2 separate regions of the Rattus norvegicus genome follow, and region 2 is linked to region 1. Evidence: chromatin contacts called from public Hi-C data. All regions are on one chromosome and are shown on one strand. Each heading gives the region's core, a stretch centred on a gene start, on an enhancer-like site or on the middle of the called end of the contact. The rest is flanking DNA. Distances are from core to core; before and after follow the strand shown. Region 1 overlaps Hmcn1 (hemicentin 1). Region 2 holds the start of Hmcn1 (hemicentin 1).

The links. A called contact is a pair of places that touch in the nucleus more often than the background predicts.
Region 2: a Hi-C map of Schwann cells shows a contact between it and region 1, with 2.5 times the contacts expected there. The contact joins the promoter of Hmcn1 here to the enhancer-like site in region 1. A contact is called at or near these places in 2 of 12 Hi-C or Micro-C datasets (Schwann cells and psoas muscle).

The regions. Positions count from the first base shown.
Region 1 is chr13:65,590,599-65,593,753 of GRCr8, forward strand. All of the region lies in intron 1 of Hmcn1 (hemicentin 1), which reads right to left. Among named protein-coding and RNA genes, the nearest start is that of Hmcn1, 42 kb to the right of the region's middle. Within about 2 kb of position 1,838, at least 3 of the 93 cell types and tissues checked have an H3K27ac peak or open chromatin away from gene starts, as enhancers often do. A contact at or near this core is called in Schwann cells, where this site is marked.
Region 2 is chr13:65,633,060-65,636,158 of GRCr8, forward strand. It overlaps Hmcn1 (hemicentin 1), which reads right to left and starts at 1,460. Exons shown (of 107, transcript NM_001271292.1): 1 at 811-1,460. The coding sequence starts at 1,078.

The sequences.
Region 1 (3,155 bases), core at 588-3,087:
AGGTGGTGAGTTACGGTACATAGAGCATATGTGATTAAATATAACCTGTCAGTGCCTAAGGCAAGAATAGGAAGCTTAAGTGTTCTGCAGTGACATCTTTGAACAGACATTGGTGGAGAGGAGCAAGAGACATATTATTTATGTCTTTTCTTTGTTCCTCTCTATTTTCTTATACAAGCTACTGGAGGGGAGAAGCAGAAAGGAAGGCTGGAAAGAAATGATGAAAATATCAGTACCTCCTGAACACTGAAAGCCAAGGGCTGAAGTAACTGTCTCGGCCAGGGTTACTGCGATGACACACTATGAGCAAAAGCACTTGAAGAGGAAAGGTTTTATTTGGCTTATGCTTCCACACCCATAGTCCATCACCGAGGAAAGTCAGGACAGGAACTCAAACAAGGCAGGAGCTGATACAGAGGCCATGGAGGGGTACTGCTTACTGGCTTGCTCTTTATGGCTTGCTCAGCCTGCTTTCTTATAGAACCCAGGACCACAGCACTACACACAAAGGGCTGGACCCTCCCTATCAATCACTAATTAAGAAAATGCCCTACAGGGTTGCCTTCAGCCCAACCTTATAGAAGCGTTTTCTTAATTGAGATTCCCCCCCCACCCCACCCCCAGATGACGTTAGCTGTTTCAAGATGACATAAACTACCCAGCACAGTGCCTACATTTAACGGACTAGTGTTGGTCCATTGGTTTCGCTTTTACACTTAAAACAGTAAGTTCAAAGACTAAGGCACACTGCGAGGCTGCATTCTTTTGCTCTGGTTCCTTAACTGAGTTAACTTGGAAGGCAGTGTGAATCTCAGTCTTAACCAATAACTAGATGGGGCTCACCAAGAGAAACTGGCGGTTACCAAGAGAAAAATCTTAAAGTCATCACAGTGAAAATTCTACCGGAAAAGACATAAAAATGAACATCCTGACAATTGCCCCCACGGCAGCAGATCCTTCTTAATACAAATTTTAAGTAATCATGCTTTCTGTTACCATAAATCGAACGAAGCAGCTGTAGGTGCTAAAAGCTTATGTTTCTCCCTCTCTCACAATGGTCCTACTTACTTAATCAAGCTTCTAGAACAATTCATCACAGTCAGACCCAGTGAAGCAACCGATTTCGGAAGATTGTAATCACAGAGAAAGGAAATCATGATTTGTCGTTACTTGAACTTACTCCACATCAGCGTGTGGTCATTTTCATTAAGACTTCACCCAGAGCAGGAAGAAAAAAAAAACCCAAAAACATCCCCTCATTGTTGACAGTGAGCATTAATCACCGCCTGAACTGTGTGAGAAAAGTCAACTACAGCCAATGACATTCTTCCGAGAATTAAAGGCCCCACAAAGTCTAAAATCAAAGTAAAACACGGAGAGACATCTATGTTCTTCTGTAATTGAGCAGAAGAGAGAACTTAAATTTCCAAGAAATCTCCAGAAAGAAAATAAGAATGGGCTGATAGTGTATTTAAATAAGAAAACAGTAAACTAGAATATATCACCAATGATGATAAAATGATAAAAATGAACACCAATGGCCCATCATCCAGAAATTCGTATACTCTGAGCCCTGACCGTAGTCGTTCATGAAAACAAACTTGTCCCAGAGCGGGATATTTCATTCACAACTGTCAATCAAGCCTCAAATGAAAAACCACTCTGTCCATCACTTCCTGTCAGTGGCAGTGCCAACCACCACGAAGTACAGCAGAGGTTGAGAAACACGGCTGACCTCTTTCAACAATGTCAAAGCTCTCTCCATCCCAGCCTAATAAACACATGTTCCCAGTAACTCCCCCAATGAAAGAGTCCCTTTCAGAAGAGAAGCAGGACTCACATGAACACTGCCCTCTTGATTAAAATGTCCACTGAGCCAGTGGACTGTGAAGGTCCCCCCTCAAGTCTCATGCTTCAGGCTGCATTCACAATCAATTAGTTACATCAAACCCTCTTTTGTTTCCCTCCAGTGACTTTTTATCGCCGTTACTTGAGTCTTAAACAACTGCCTCACTTGGCTTTCTGCCAGATTCTCCACAAGCACAGCCCTCCCAGGAGACAACGGACAGCCACAGAGGTTCTCCGTAATAAGGTGACTAGAGAAAAGTCTTCAAACTATTTCCCCAGAGCAGCAAAGGCATTTATAAAATATTTGTTTAGTTGAGGAGGTTCACGTTTCTCTTCTTGCTCATTGCCTGGAGTTCTTACAAAGCATCTTTTATTTTTCCACAAATTTCAGAACTGCACGGTCAACCCAGAACCAAACCATCCTGGTTCTGGTCTCTTTAGTGCTAAATGACCACCTGACCTTTTCATCTGCCCTCACCCCTTCTGAAATACACACTCTCCCTCTACAGTGCTGGTTGTCACAGCTCTCCATCACTGTGACAAATACCCTAGATAAACAAAGTTTATCAAACATGGATGGTAAGTTCAACTGGACTCACAGTCTCAGAGAATTCAGTTCATGGTGTCTTGGTCCTGTTGCTCTGAGGCCGTGATGAAACAGAGTATCATGGGAGAGGAGGGTCATCTGTCTATGGATACCGGAAAGTTGGGAAGGGCTGGGGTTCCTTCTAAGGGCACACACCCAGTGACCTAATATCCTTCCACTGGGCCCTTCCTAATAAAAGGTCCACCATGTTCTAATAGTGCAACAGGCAATTAATGTCCAAAGGACTCTGGGAGTCATTTAGTATCCAAACCATAACAGGGGTGACTAAGTAATTCTGTCAACCTTGAATGACATAAATATCACAGACTCCCCATAAATGATGCTGTACAAGAACAGACTGAAACAGCATCAGAGCTAGTAGTGAAGGACTGTAACAAAATAGTCCCTTCTGGACACGACAGGGCCATGCACTTCAGAACTCATAGCAGCTGTAACTGCTTTCCCAAGTCCTGCACAGGATCAGAACAGTTAATATTTAGCGTGGCTATTGGTGGGGGAACTCACCAAACCCCACCTCTAGCTGAGAATAATTGGCAGTTGATGGCTACTAGGGAAGGGAAAGTCCGTTCTCTTCAAAGACAAGGCTTCAAGCAGGTTACCCATGCTCCTCCAGTGCATCCTATGCCTATGCATAGGCAGGCAGCAATTGCTGAACTCAGCAGATTATAAGAGAAGTAAAAACAAGATATGAAGCTGAGGA
Region 2 (3,099 bases), core at 210-2,709, 42 kb after region 1:
TAAGCCCCAGGGCTCCCGCTGTAATGCTACCCTCCATGATGACAATGAAGGCTCCTAGGAGCCTTGCACAGAGGTGCTACTTGAAAAAGAAACTGCAGAGAGTAAATAGGATCATGTTACACTGCAGCAGCGGAAAGCCACGGCTTCAGGGCACAACATAAAGTGAGTTTTCTTCAACTACCTTTTGAGAGCACAGACCTAGCAAATTACATGCATTTGTATTGCCTGAGACAGGGACATAGTGTTTACACACATCTGTGAATCTAACCAATGATGACCCCGGTGCAACCGTGAATAGATTCAGTTAAGGAATGAATGGCTTCTGTCTTTCATTTTCATGCCTCCAGTTCCAATCCTAGTTGCTATTTACAGACTTGCTCATGTGTCCCGCAGCAGGTCTGATTCTCTCCCATGTGAGATTATCTTGAGAGTGTGCTTGCCCTGATGTTGAAAACCGGATTCCTGTCTTGTGGCTGCCTTTGCAATTAAAACAGTCTTTAGCTTTAAAATGCAGGCCAGTTAGCTCTGAGTTTGCTGCTGTTGCTGCTACAAAGTCCTGGTTCTGATCTTCAGAGGACTGCATTTCCAGATCAGGGCAATCTCCCTAAGCAAACCATCTATTCGCCCTAGCTGAGCTGAGAGCTTTGAAAGCAAACCCAGATGCCCATAAGCAATTCTTTGTTACTACCTATTCTGCTGCATATTTTTTAAAATGCTTTTGAAACTTTCTGACAATAAAACAAATCCACAGCATAAGAAATAGTAGAATTATGAATCACAACAAATTCAGAGAGTAAGTATTCCCCTTACCTGGATCATGGAAGGGCACCAAAGCAAAGTTGTAAAGAGGTCTCTTAGGTCTTTTCAAAGACGTCTCCAAAATTTTGGAAGCCCCTTCAATAACCTGAACTAAATCATCATACATGGAGCCAGTCACATCAAACACAAAAGCCAACGTGGACGCCCCCTCCGGAATCTCCTCAGCCCTGCTCTCCGACTGCGGGGTCCCAACTCCAGCTAGGGAAGAATGAAAAAGAGCCACCAGGAAAACTGTGTGGACCAGTTCCTGGGCAATCATTTTTTTTTCTTTTCTTTTCTTGTTTTGCTCGCTGCTTTTCTCTTTGCCCTGAGCTCCTTAGCACTGTGCTTACTCCTCAGCAGCAAGCAGAGGACTTCCTCCCCGGTGCCTCATCAGCTTTTTGCAGTCTCTGAACTAACTCAAAGTTTGGAGCGGAGAAGGAGATGAGGACCAGCCCAGAGCCCGGGTCCTTCCAGGAGCTGGGCTGGGCTGGGCAAGGATGCAGCGCCTTTTGTCCGGCTGAGTAGGTCGTGGGCTCTAGGCGGCCGCGTGCAGGGAGCTGCGAGTAGCCGAGTGCCGGCAGAGCGCCGGGTCCATGCCCCGGGGACGCTGCGAGCCTGCGGTGCCGCCTCCGCCGCCGCCGCGCTCCAGGCCAGCGACTGAACCTCCCAACTTTCCACTGCTAGCCCCTCGGAGGGGAAGCCGGGCGCGACCTCTCCTTCTGATTGGCCAGCGGCCGTCCCTCCTCTGCTGGAGCCCCCACCCCAGAGGGTGACTTTCCCCTCCCTGAGTTCCAAGTCGCTCCAGGACCGGGGAAGCGCTCTCACTGTCAGCTCCCGTGTTCCCCTCAGAGCTATAACCAATCTCCAAAACTCCAAGGTAAACAATGGTTTTCAAGAATGTGTGGCCCACTCCCAAATTCAAGGGCATCGCATTAGCTAGCACAAAGGGAATTGGTGCACATTTTTTCCTAATGTGTGCAACGCTGCTTCAAACAACACTTCTCTCATAATTCCCAAGCCCACCCCAAGTGCAGGAAGCTAAGATGCTTCCTGTCCCTCCATCCACCATTCAGCCCAGCCAGAAGGGGGAGCTGGAACCTTCTTTCCTCTGGGCTGCAGCTACAGGATGGATGATTCTTTGATCTTCCGCGGCGGGGGGGAAGGGGGGGGCTCGAGGGGAGTTTAGCCCTGAGGAAGGCACAGGGTGGGGGGAGCTGTAGAGCCAAAGGAGAATGAAAGGAGATAGGAGGAAAGTAAGAGACATCATAAAGTCACTAGCTATGCTGTGGGACTAGAGAAGGAAGCTGGGTATCAATAAAACATCGTCATAGAAGGGAGGGGGCGTTTTTAAAAAGAATGAGACATACTGAATTCATATTAGAAATCTGGGGGAGTTGTAATTTCATTATCAAGATTCGCTTTGTCTGCAAAGCATGGTGCTGGGGAATAATATTCCCTTTTCAAGTACCCTCTTGTACAACTATGTGTCAGGTCTCAGGCAAAGATCCACTGAAAGGTTGTAACCCTCAGTGACATTTTTTCTTGCCAAAACTTAAGGAAACTTTACCGTGGAAAACATTACACTGTTCTTCCAAGTCGTAATCATTATATACATTGTAGACGTATTAACAGATCTAAGAAGGTAAGCAAAGAAAGTCAGTCATGGGCTAACCATTTCTTTGTTCCCCTTTAGCAAATACTTTTTCTTTTCCTGGAAAAGGATTATTGTCTGGATGCAAGCATTCAAACTAGAGCACTCGGGCAGCTTTAAACTGGGTTTAAGTGTGTATGAGACCACCCTCCAGCAGTGGGGCAGCCTGAGAAAGGGCCAGCTCCTACTAGCCTTTTATAATCTCCGACTGTCTTCCCTTTCAGACCCACCAGCTGTGGGACTTGATTTTATGATGCCTATAAGTCATGTCACTTAAAGGAAGCACACAGGCCATTTGGGCAGGGTGGGAATATGAGGGAGAGGGAGAGAATGTGTTTCCTTTCCAAGTAGTATTTAGAGAATGTTGAATGCTATTTGAGTAGTCCATTCCTTTGTTTATTTAAAAAAAGATTTCATTCTAGGTCATAGAGACCTGAGCTATTCCAGGTGCTCAGGGAGGTGGGAGAGTTCTGCATTCTACAGACAGGCAGCCGGACAGACAGCCGGGTGCTAAGTCCAGCATGGGGCATAATAGCTGTGACTTTCAGCAAGCTACCTACCTTCTTCCTGCCTTTTTTTATTTACTTGTAATAGGAAACCATGGCAGTTACCTGGTCAGGATTAAATGATCCATACATGTTCCAGGT